Linked DNA regions of Oryzias latipes: region 2 is linked to region 1. A link is a contact called in public Hi-C data. All regions are on one chromosome and are shown on one strand. Each heading gives the region's core, a stretch centred on a gene start, on an enhancer-like site or on the middle of the called end of the contact. The rest is flanking DNA. Distances are from core to core; before and after follow the strand shown. Region 1 holds the start of shq1 (protein SHQ1 homolog). Region 2 overlaps pdzrn3 (E3 ubiquitin-protein ligase PDZRN3).

Region 1 (6,339 bases), core at 2,057-4,556:
TTAATGCCAAATATTTTTGATCAAATCAACCTTATTATATTCTTATATACTATGATTGGCACAGAGGTTCCCCTCTTCAGGGGTCCCAGCCCCTTCAGGGCCCAGTTACGCCCATGTCCACTGCTGAAATGAGCATTTACTCTCTGAGGTAAGAAAGTGTGGACCGCATTAATTCGCTGTTTTACCAGAACGCTTTGAAGATTATCTCCTGAAAGAAAAACTGCCGGGTCAGGAGGGGCTGGAGGACCCGGGCCGTTTGGGATTTCTGTGGCTCTGAATGGTTTATTGGACATAGGTGATAATAAGCTTGGAGTTTAAGCCTTTGGTTAAACTGAGATGGAGCTGCCGTGAAGGCGGCTGCGGGGCGCCGGGGCCCTCTGAGAGCTGCTGCCTCGACCCCTGGTGGTCTCTCTTTGTCTCAGCTCTATGGAAGCATATGTGTTTCATATTTCAAAATAAAAGTCAATACTGGAAATGCCTTTTCATTTTCACAATGAAGCTTTTTTCGATGAATCTAAAAGAAAATGAAACACCGCTCATTTTCATTAAAATTATAAAGAAAATGGTATTTGACATTTCATTTTCCAAAAGTTCTGTTGTGAATGTGTAGCTAATTCAATTACAAATATCTACTTTGACAATATATTGGATTGACAGAAATGGTTTTTCATTGTCACAATGTAACCGCATCTATTGACTCAAAAATAAAATAAAAAATCAATCCTCCCAAAATGCTTTTTCATTTTCCAGGAGGGAGGCGGGGCGATGACATCAGTGCTCACTCTTCTTCTGCGTTGTTGGCCCGACTGGCAAACGTTCTCAAACATCTGTGCACAATTCTTGCTGGGATTAGCTTCCTAGTTGGAGTTACGAACAGTTTCAGAAGTGGAGACATGCAGAAGTTGAGGGAGGAGCATCCATGAAGTACCTTGTAGGTTAGCATTCGTGTGATCATAAAAATGTCCCATCATATAGATCAGTGTTTTTCCTTTTTTGAGCCACGGCACACTTTAACCTTGACAAAAATCCCGCGGCACACCAGCATCCCAAAAAAAAAAAAAAAGCAGAAACTCATAGTCTGTTTTGATCTACAGCCCCCCCCCCCCCCCCCCCCCCCCCGGCAATCTGACGTGCATTTTTGTGATAATTGTGGCAGAAAAAGCAGGATGTTTTTCTAAAAGATGTAATAAAAGTTAAGTTACATACAAACTGTATGTTCGTTGTGTTTTCAAGACGCTGTCCCTTTAAGCCAATGCATCATGGGAGATGTAGTGTGAAAACTGCGACAAAACGGCAGAAAGACTCGCGTCTCTGAGCTTCATGGTTTTGTTCACTTGTTCCACGGTCTGATACCGGATTCTGTGGAAAGTTACACCGCTAAAGACGAGCTTTAGCTGGTGTTTTTGTCGGAACTGACTGAGTTATGAGCTAAATTGGAACAAGGAAGTGGAGACTTTAACCACTTCTGATTGGTCAGACTGATGACATGTGATTAAGCTTTCAAGAATGATTGGTGGAGTCGTGGAGACAGTAAAAGCTGCGGGACTTTTCCTTACACAGTTATAGCTGCAGCTATTTCGCGTTACCGTCATTCTTATCAAAATGTCTTTAATAGAATCAAATAAACACAACGAAAAAAGTATTTTATGATCGTTTATATTCCTAACTACTCAGTGTTTTATCAGGACCTGTTTGGATGAACAAAGAGCTGATTTCCTGGAGATGGTTAATGTTTTTAGATCCGTTAATGAGGGCAATTTTCCACGGCACACTTGACCATCTCCCACGGCACACTAGTGTGCCGCGGCACACTGGTTGAAAAACACTGATATAGATCTCCTCTATCATCTTCTGCATGTGTCCACTTCTGTAAACATTTGGCTAATAATTAAAGGAGCTCAATCCATTATCATTCATCCGTACTGATTTTTCATTTTATTTTTGCTTGAGTCAACGGACGCATATTTGTTGATAAAATAAAAAAGCATTTCCGGTATCGACTTTTATTTTGAAATATGAGACGACTATGCTTCCGTAGGTTACTAGCATCAGTTAGCAACACACCGAAACTTATAAAACTTTATTTGAAGTTGTATTTGTGCTCATAATATTAGGACATCATGAAAAAAATGCAGTTTTAAAAAAATAACATACTAAGTTTCAAAACGACATTACAAACTACATCAACAAACTACATCTATTACATAACTTTTTTTTTTTTTAAACATTTCCTTCTACTTAGACTTGGGCTATGTCCAAATTCTCTTCCTACTCCTTAACTACTTAAAACCTTTATAATGCCCTGGATCTTAAAGGTAACGTCACTCACTCCAGTTCTCATATACAGTCAATGGAAAATCCTTATAAATATGAACATTTTACAAAGACTATTTAAGAATCCACTGTGTTCTGATGAAAACTTGTAGTATTTCTAAAAAATAAATTTACATACTTCTTTTTACATGAATAATCGTCCAAACGCAATGCATTGTGGTCTATATTTGCCAATCTCTTGATCACAGATACTCACTATTTTTTTTCTCAGACTTTTGGTAAATTTCCAGGGCACAGGAATTTAGAGTTGTAGATGTGGACACCCCAACAAAATTGTAAACGTCCAGTAATTAAAAACAATATTTTTAATAATTTTCAAAGAGAGTTTAGCTTTTATTAGTTTTCTATGTTACATGATTCTTTTAGGAATAAAATTAGAAATGACCTAAGAATATGTTCCTGAAATCTAATAGAATCATAAACGTTTATCCAAATGAAATCAGTTCTGGAATTTGGATATGATATCAAAGCCTCATTTTTCTTTCCTAAAGATATTTATAAATATATACATATATCAACTACAAACCGAAGTTTATCTAGCCAGATGCCATTAAATATCACTAAACAACAATGTCTTAATGGATGCACAATGGAGTATGTTACAGGATTTTCAGGAATAAAGTTTTATTTTATTGTATTTAAATTCTATGCTTTTATTCGACATTGTTAGCATTATGAAAACTGATTTATTTGATCATGGATTATTCTTAACAAAGTCAAGGTGACGTGGATTTTCTTTTACTCAGTCATGTTCAAATACTTAAAAGGAAAAACTATGTAAATTTCAATCGGATTTTTGTTTGTGGACATTTATTTTAAAAGAGGTTTGTAAAGCTTACAGAGATCAAGAGTTCTGTATATTATTCTCACAGCGCTTCTAGGTGAACACATTTTATTTGCTAATGTAACGCTTAATTTCACTCGTAAAATATATAAAACTGCTCAAAACCTTTGAAAGCGACCAGCTGATGTTTTATGAAGCTGACTCAAATCAAAGTGCGCGTTTGTATCATATATTCCGGTAAAGTTTGGACCACCTTCCTCTGAGCACCGGCTGACTGTGATAACTGTGTTTTGGTGAGTATTTTGGCTTCTTTTCATGCTAACACGCCACTTTTTTAGTCAAACTTTGGCAGACATGTTGGAGCAGTGCAGCATTCCTGTATAAAGTGGAGCGCACGCGCCGTTAATTCGCCGGTTTCCGGTCGTTGCTGTGACAACCACGAGGGAACCAGTCACGTTAGCTTGTTTAGCGGGCTAACAGCTTGCTAACTGCGGTCAGAACTTTCTTTTAATATTCTCAGCTTTCTGGTTCTACGTTATTGTTGACGAAGTATCTGTTTTAAACACGAAAACGTAATGTTTCAAGAGTCATTGGGTTTAAAAAAACTAAAGTTCGGTGAGGAAGAAAACGGATGAAATACAAAACAAATTGGTTTAAATTGTTATTGCAGCTTTATTTTAGTGTTAAAAGCTGCGTGGTCGCCACAGTAGACACAGCGTTTGCGGATAGCAGCTTTAAATCGTCACTGTTATGTTAGACTTCAGCTGTGTTGACAATGTTCTTCCATGTGCTGCACGTGTGGAGCTGCTGCAGTACCAGAGCCATCCACTAGATGGCGGGCTGCATCAGCCCCATTGTAAATCATAGCAGACTGGGATTCTTCATAACTCCGCTGGACCTTCTCACTGCAGGATTTCCCCAACATTTGGCTTCACAATGATAACTCCTGCTTTCGAGCTGAGCCAAGATCCAGAATTTCTGACCCTCAGCGCCCGTGTTCCCTTCACCAGAACCTCTGAGTTTGACCTCTTTATTGATGGCACAGATCTGAAGTTTTACGCTAAACCCTATTTCCTAAGGTGAGTTCATAAATATAGAGATTTTGCGTTTGCTGTTCCCTCACTGGGTCTTTTCAAATGTTCCCTTATTGTCAGATTAACTCTTCCTGGAAGAATTGTGGAGGATGGCAGAGAAAAAGCCACATTTGACATCGATAAAGGTAAGCCTCCTGCATTTCCAAGACCTGGGAAAATATTGACGAGTAGATAGTACGAGTTTTTTCAATGGATGTGATAAGCATTAGTGCAAAAAACATTTTTAAGAAGTCTGGTATTAAAGATCATTTTTCAGTTTCAGTATGAAATTTAGAAATATATAACATTAATTATTGAATCTACTTTTTCTGCTCGTGTTCTATTCAGAAAACTTGTGGCATTAAATTTGATAATAGTGTTGTAAATTTTTCATTTCCTGGTTTATTCTAAAAAAAAAGTAATACGGAGGCGTCAACAGGAAGCTGCTTTTTGAAACTGTATCAGAGCTTTCAGACCTACGACACACTTGAGAAAATATAATCAGTGCTGCATTTTAGTGTGTCGTAGGTCCCAATAGAGTTTGTCTCCCATTTCCAAGTACATTCATCTAACAACAATCTGGATATTTCAGAAAGTACATGTTGAGAATCTGACATAAGTTATGTCTTATTTTCTTCCGGGTGGTCTAAGGTTTTCTGCGGGCAAGAAATGGGCAAACCTGTTCGTGGGCCCACAGGTTGGCCGTTTAAAATGTTAGGGTCATAGATCGTTCGATGAACCCACAGGGTGAAAATGTTCATTTCTACGGGGATGCTGCCGGCGACAGGTTGTAGTGAAAAGTTATACAACATCTAAAGGCCCGTACACACCAGGACTAATATTCGCCAGGCGTTATTCTTCAGCGTTTTTCGCCACGTTTTTTGTGTTCACACCCAGGCGATTTTCGCTGACAATGAGCCGAGCGAACATGCAATTTCATTCCCTGACATTAGATGGCGCTTAATGTAAACAGAAATACTCCTGTACACAAGGTGGCGCTGCGCAACTTTACGATTCTTAAAGTCGCTTTTCACTCAGAAGAAGAGAGCAAGTATTTACGTGCTTGTCAGAATCATACAAAGAAAACATGAATATTTCAAGCACCAGTTGCTCCAACTGGTGCTTGTTTCGGGGATATTTTAGAATGTCCGTCATTATTTCTTCGTGGCAGTGTAGACGCTACTTGGCGTCTATCTTCTTCGCTGGTATATGTGCTCAGCAAGGCAGTTTTGTGTTTGAGCGCCCCCAAGTTGTGTTTTACTGTAATTTCAGAAGCTCCAGACACGTGTGCAAAAGCGCCATTCTCATTGGTCGAATAGATTTCGACGCGATGTGTCGAAAAAAAACAACAAACCCGAGGCGTTTTTTTTTTTTGACGCTTTGACGCGTGGCGTTTTTTCGCGTCGGTGTGCACACTCTCATTGGTGCCCTTTGTTTAGTCACGAGGCGTTAAACGTCGGCGAAAATCGCCGGCGAAATTCGTCCCGGTGTGAACAGGCCTTCGGGCTAGGTAAGGATGTGTCGTACAGACTTTTGCGTTTTGTTGATCTTCCCCCGATTCCTCCGCACTGCGCAGGGAGCTCGTTGGGGCAGTTCACGTGATACGTGCACGCTCCTTAGACAATTGTACAATCGTAGCGTCGTTGTGTGGGCATTTTTTGGGCGCTTGCGTTTTGCCTGCACACCCCGTGCTTGCAGCATTTGCGCGTGGTCAGTAAGGAGCCAGCACGCACACCTTTCTAGAGTGCTGCTAGCGTAAGGGCGCCGTTTGTCAGCATCACCTGGAAGTCGTGTATGCGTACTTTACGCTATCCTTCCCGATACCAAAGCAACGACAATTGTACGTTCCAGTTTCATTTCGTCTTTGAGTTGGCTGCACCAGAAAAAAAATGGAACTGTAAATATGCATTCACATTGTCATGGCAACACAAGTTCATGCAGTCATTTGCAATGAAAAGTCTATGTAAACGCGGGTTTCGGGCTTCTGCGTTCAATACTCGTGTTAAACGTAGCTATGCAAGTTTCTATGACCGTTTTCGGGCTCTAAGTCAAACCGGCCGCTATTAAACCCACTGTGACGGTTTGTGGACGACTTTTCCTGAGGTGCCAGTCCCGTCTCTCTCCGGACATATAAGATAAACAAAAACA
Region 2 (6,339 bases), core at 1,022-3,521, 160 kb before region 1:
GCAGTGTGAGGTAATTTCTATGAGATCAGCAGCAGTCCTGAAGGTTATTCAAACACACTTTATTTTCTAGTAAAACAAAATAAAAAAACAACCCCGCTCCATTCCTGCAGATCCTGCAGGACAGAGTCACAATCTTGTTCTTCCTACAGTCAGACATGTGTTTGGCTCTTCACTCAAACCGTCCTCTTACTGCTGAGTCAGAAAAGTTTCAATCCCTGCTCTCAGTCACATCATTGAGTCTTAATGGAAAAGCTCAGTTCAGGTTACGAAAAGATTGTTTCTCCTAAAAAACTGAAAAGAAAAAAAACAGTTAAAGACTAACTGATGAATACTGTGTTTTTGGTGTTTTCAACTTGTTCTTGTGGTGGTTTTTTTTCTAATGATAGTGGACATATGTATGAAGAAAATTAATCCTAAAATCATATTTCTGAGTATTTCTTTTTTCAAATCACTGCGAATTGGGATCAAATGAAAAAATGACGTTTGAAAAAGCTTGTAGCGGTGTAGCTACCAGCTTCCCGCTCCGCTCCATTCTGATGCATCCACTTGTAGATGACTAGATCCATGTACGTCTTTGTTTTCCTCGTCAAGCTGGCATCTAGCTCACAGCTCTCAGTCATGGATGATGGGAAGAGTGGGTAGGCTTACTCCACACCAACATTCCCACCCACAACTCACAGGTGAATTTCTAATGAACTACTGCAGCCTTTAGGGGAAACTATAGAAGAACTTCATGGCTGAAAAAAATCCGGTTTTCCTCATCAACAGGAATGTAGGAACCAGAAATTTAAATGTTTTAATGGTTTGAACTAATCTGTTTCTAAAAATGAAGTTTTCTGACTTTGTAAAAGCTGGAAATTAGTTTTAATATTGTTTATTGTCAATTATATCATGTAATTTTTTAGCATAATAATAGTTATTGATTTTCTTCACAACTTTACATTGCAGTTGTTATAATATGAACTGCTGTTCCTTGTTTTTTCAAAAATTATTGAAGGATTCCATGACAAATAAAAAAACATATTTAAAGTACATTTTTAATGGGATATTTATAATTGAAGTTATTTGTAATACACACTAAAATAAAAACAAATATCACTCTTCTAGTAAGCTGGTTTTATTGTGATTTTCCTTATATTGTAAGGATTTTACTGGCTTTTGCTTTTATGCGCAGTGTCCAAACGTTTTGTTAAGTCATATTATTATTATTAATACTATATGGCTAACAATAAATTTCTTTCATAAATTCTATGTAAATTCTATGTAAATTATTATTATTGTTGTTTCTAATAGTTTCTGCTTCTTCTTCTTGTAACAATCACTGATTAACTTCCAGTATAGGAAGTCATCCTCCTAAAAAGTGTTTTTTATTATTTTTTTATGATTAATAATTATTTGCCTTGTCTCTTTTCTCGGAGATTCATTTAATGGTTTCACTTTTTTCCTGTTAAAAATAAAAGCGTGTGCGTGATTCGTAGAAGAGTTACGGTAAAAAGTGGTTTCCAGTGATGTTGCGTTCACTGTCTGTCAGACAATTAAATGTTAGCCATTTGACTATGAAATTAGACCTTTTAAATTTGATGTATTCGGTTTAAAATGATTGGGGGGGGGGGTATAAAACGCATAGATCAGTTTTCTGGGACACTGAACGAAACTCTGTTGATACATATGCGTATATTTCGTGAGAAATATACACTTTCAGATGTTGTCAATCGCTTTTAGCAATCATAAATGTATGTCTGTGTTACTGTTTTAGTTGACGTGTGTTTATAAGTTTCTTTTTGTGGTTTATAAATCGTAAATGTGTGTTTTTTTTACAAGCGCAAACTTTTCTCCAACTTGGACCGGAGGCGCTCCTGAAGGCACCAAAAAGTCGGAGTTTAATTAGTGGAGTTGCGGCTGTGAGTTCAGCTCCCAGTCCGTCTGTGGGAGCGTCTCGCCGATGACCAGCTGAAACCGCCCCACGGCGTTGCGGGGGTGGGGAGTCCACGATTCTCGACTCGGGATCCAGGGGGGGGGGAGATCATCATGGGATTTGAGCTGGACCGCTTCAAGGGGACCGTGGACCCGGACTTCAAGTGCAACTTGTGCAACAAAGTGCTGGAGGAGCCGCTGACGACGCCGTGCGGCCACGTCTTCTGCTCCGGCTGCGTGCTGCCCTGGGTCGTCCAGCAGAGCAGCTGCCCCGTCAAGTGTCAGCGGGTCTCCGCCCGGGAGCTGAACCACGTCCTGCCGCTGAAGAACCTGATCCTGAAGCTGGAGATCAAATGCGACAACCACGCCAGAGGCTGCGATGCGGTGGTGAAGCTGCAGCATCTGGCCGAGCACGCGGAGACGTGCGACTTCTCCCCGGCCAAGTGCCGCAATAAGGGATGCACGGAGGAGCTCCGCCTGCGGGACTTGGACGCCCACATGCGGGAGACGTGCGACTACCGGCCGGTGGGGGTCTGCGACAGCGGCTGCGGCTTGGTGCTGACCCTGAGGGAGCAGAAGCTGAAGAGCCACTGCTGCGTGCGCGCCTTGAAGGCGCACAACAGCGCGCTGCACTGCAGGCTGATCATCCTGGACCGGGAGTGCAAGAAGCAGGCCATCCGGGCCAACCAGCGGGAGAAGGCGCTGCTGGGACAGCTGTCCGCCGTGCACGGGGAGCTGCAGACGACGGCGCTCAAGTACCAGAAGAAGTTCACCGAGTACAGCGAGAGGATCGACTCCCTGACCAGAACCGTGGCTTCCTCCTGCCAGGTGAGTCAGACAACTTTCTGAAAAGACCCACTCCAATGAAAATTCAGCTTTTGATCACGTTCTCGTGGCGTTCTCCCAATGTATTATGAAGACAGTAAAGATTCAAATGGCATTCCTCCTGGGTATCTTTTTTATTCAAATCGTTGTGAATCAGGAGCAGACGAAAAAAAAATGCAGTGTGTCAAACACAACCACTGTGTACATTTTGCGCAAATTGCACGGATGGAAAATCGGTCATATATGAAAAAAACTGGAAATAATGAGAAAAGAGATTTTTTTTACAGATGTACCACGAAGGAACCACATAAAACCAAGGAAGAAGTAGGAATAAACCAATCATACAACACGTAAATCAGTGTAGAACTGTGCGTGATTATTGCGCTGTTTATATATGATTCATTAGTGATTCTTATATAATTTTAATGTCATAAATTATGTGCAATATAAACAGGGGTCTTTTGGGGGCAATAAGCGAAATTAATTTGTGGGCCCTCCAACTGATCAGCAGCACCAACTAAACGCAACTGTTGTTGTAACATAAATGAGATCTCTCTATGAATACTTTTTGTGAATGTATTATTGTTGCTGATGAAGAATTGAATGCAGTTTATTGCCTGCATGCTGGATGCACATTTAGTGGTGCCAAACCAATTTTAAAAGGGCAAAGAAAAAAATATGAATGACAAATGTATAGATATATTTTTTAATGTAACATTAGGCACTCAACAAGCGACATTCACAAAAATCCAACTTATTAAAAACAGAAACTTAATAGCTAATCAAATAACGATAAAACAATCCAAATAAAGAACAACAGCTCAATGAGGGGGATTTTGGAAGGTCAAAGTCTTTATCAGTCGGAAAAGGACCTCTTTGCACTAAATCCATTCTTATTGGATTAGAGAGTGTGGTTGGCCATTCAGCTGGACCAATTGGATTTGATGTAGGTGGAATTTTGGATCCAGTAGCTCCTCTTCTCTTGGAGCCTCTGGAACATAAGATACATAATTTCAACAAAAGCAAACAGTGAAAAGTCAAACCGTCCAATCAAATCTACAGAACAGTTTCTGTGACGCTGGAAGCAGAATGTTGGAAAGAAGTGCCTACACTTTTTTGTGTGTGTGTGCAAATGTATGACTGTTTTTTAAATATTAATGAAACAATAAGTTTGATATTGGTTCTACATTGGCCTGATTTGAACTGACCAGCAGCAGCATCAACGTTTTCCCTTTCAACAGAAGATGTGGTGACAGGAGTTTCTTCTGCAGCTAAAAAAACCCAACAATTATTAGTATACAATAATCAATGATAAAGCTAATAAAATAACTATAGTAGAATACTACTAATATTTTAGTGGCTCATTTAAAATCTGTGTGCAGGTTTTTCACCATTTTATGATCTTTTTATATATTTATGAGAGATATATTGGTCGATTGTGTATTTGCACATGGTCATATTTATTTATGCAATTATGAACAATTTGGGGCTCCATACTCTTCAGCTGCTGTTTATGAAAAAAAGGGGTTATGCAGAAACTGTTCTTTTAAATTACCGTAATTTCCGGACTATAAGTCGCACCGCAGTATAAGTCACACCAGCCCAAAAATGCATTATAAAGTAGAAAAAAACACAGATAAGTCGCACTGGACTATAAGTCGCATTTTAACTTTCACAACCTTATATGACACAATCATAGCAGACTGTTTATCTAATAATTTCACAGTAATTTTTTCTCAAACTTATTTATTTATGCCTTTCATGAAGCATCATTGGCTAACTAATACTCTGTTTTCATCCTGTATTTGTAGAAACAGTTTTCACTTTTATTGCATTTCTGAATCTATGAAATCATTGGAAAATAGAATATTATGTTGTTAGCCTTCAAGATCTTACTGTAAAAAAAGGTTTGCTGATTCTCTGAGTCACTTAACATCCTCTTAACACTTAACATACTTCATATATCAAATTGACCCAGGAACATCATCTCTGTTCCTCACAAATGAACATAACAGGAGGGTTAACAATGTATTTATTTCAATTTATTTCTAATATAAGTCGCTGCGGAGTATAAGTCGCACCCCTTGCCAAACTATGAAAAAAAGGGCGACTTATAGTCCGGAAAATACGGTACTTTACAAGCTATTAAAATGACCTGAGATTCCATCTTCAGTGATGTCAGGAACATCTTGGGGTGTGGATGCTACACCACCTCCAATACTTTTTGAGAGCAGAAGTAACTGTCTGCTGAGAATGATTTGTGCAAAACATCTTCATTATGTAGAACCAAAACTGCAAAATACAAATGAGAAATAAATGTAGCCATTTATAAATAATAAATGTGAACAATAATTTGAGTATAAGTGGAAATATAAGCATTTATACACTTCTTTATCTATTATTTTGTATGTTCATAATTTTAAAATTAGTACATTTATTTTGTTTGTCATTCATAAATGAGAACCTTTATTTCCTTTTTGTATTTGGCAGCTTTGATTCTCCATATTTCATGCCAATGCAAGATTTTAAGACACACATTATTGAAAAAGTCAGACTACCTGACTTGCCATAACAGAGTAACAGCAGTTTTTATACTGACATAACCGGAAAATGCAGAACGCATTAATGTGTTAGCAAAACAATAAAACAATACGATAACATGAGTTCAAACATTTATCAGCCACCATACCGTTATCATTATTTACTTTTCTCTGCTCTCCACCGCTTTGGAAGGTCATGTCCCACGTCTACTTGGAAACTTGGGTATAAGAATTATTTTCGAGTTTTCCATTGGAAATTACGACAAACGGGGTCGTTTATGTGCAAACTTGACCTCGAATCGACAAGTATTTTACGTAAATCGCGCAGCTGCATAGAAAGGCAGGATAGTATAAAAATACGGCCCCCAACATCCTCCAAACTTACCTTGTGATTGATGTTGAAGTTCTTCATCTTTTTTCAGCGCCTGAGTGATAAAGACTCTTTGGCATGATGTCTTGTGGTCGCTTTGATCAATGTGACGAATGTGCTCGTAAATGCACACTGTGCCAGGCTCAGACGCAATGATGTTGACCAATCGTTGCTAAGAGTGGCGTAACGTCAATATTTGGGTTGCCAGATTGGTTGAGGTGTGTTGACGGAGGGGGATCATTAAATTGCAGGCAACATTCTTTTGCACAATATTTAGAGCTCACGTTGGTACGGAAGTGCTATGAAATGGGTTGCCAGATTTGGGCCTTTTTTTTTTCCCACCACTTCAGGGCCCTGGTGGTGACGGCGGGGCCCTACGGCTGCGTAATTTGCATATAGGGAGGGCCGGCCATGAATATAAAAGTCATGCATAGGTGTGGGAAAAGTTTGTTACGTGGAACAGCCGTGGAAAGCCAGGAATTTACCTACGCATTTGCAAAAATCACGCACATTTGCGCAAGATTTAATTAATTGTGTATAAACTATGTAAAATAGGTGTAATTGCCGCTTTGCAGAAGCTATGTTCTACCTATATAAACAACATTTCTTTTAGATTAAATAGACATAATCATAACTGAAAATCTAGTGGGAACGTTCTTAAAACTGATCAAAAGATAATCAGAGTGGGAC

What was found. A called contact is a pair of places that touch in the nucleus more often than the background predicts.
Region 2: a contact with region 1 is called in a Hi-C map of embryo, with 2.7 times the contacts expected there. The contact joins the enhancer-like site here to the promoter of shq1 in region 1. A contact is called at or near these places in 3 of 5 Hi-C or Micro-C datasets (embryo and fibroblasts).

What each region holds. Positions count from the first base shown.
Region 1 is chr5:21,892,013-21,898,351 of ASM223467v1, reverse strand. shq1 (protein SHQ1 homolog) reads left to right here and starts at 3,306. Exons shown (of 12, transcript XM_023955093.1): 1 at 3,306-3,411; 2 at 4,030-4,197; 3 at 4,273-4,337. The coding sequence starts at 4,055.
Region 2 is chr5:22,047,108-22,053,446 of ASM223467v1, reverse strand. It overlaps pdzrn3 (E3 ubiquitin-protein ligase PDZRN3), which reads left to right. Exons shown (of 10, transcript XM_023955096.1): 2 at 1,822-2,742. The coding sequence starts at 2,029. Among protein-coding and RNA genes, the nearest start is that of pdzrn3, 8.6 kb to the left of the region's middle. Within about 2 kb of position 2,271, at least 7 of the 8 cell types and tissues checked have an H3K27ac peak or open chromatin away from gene starts, as enhancers often do. A contact at or near this core is called in embryo, where this site is marked.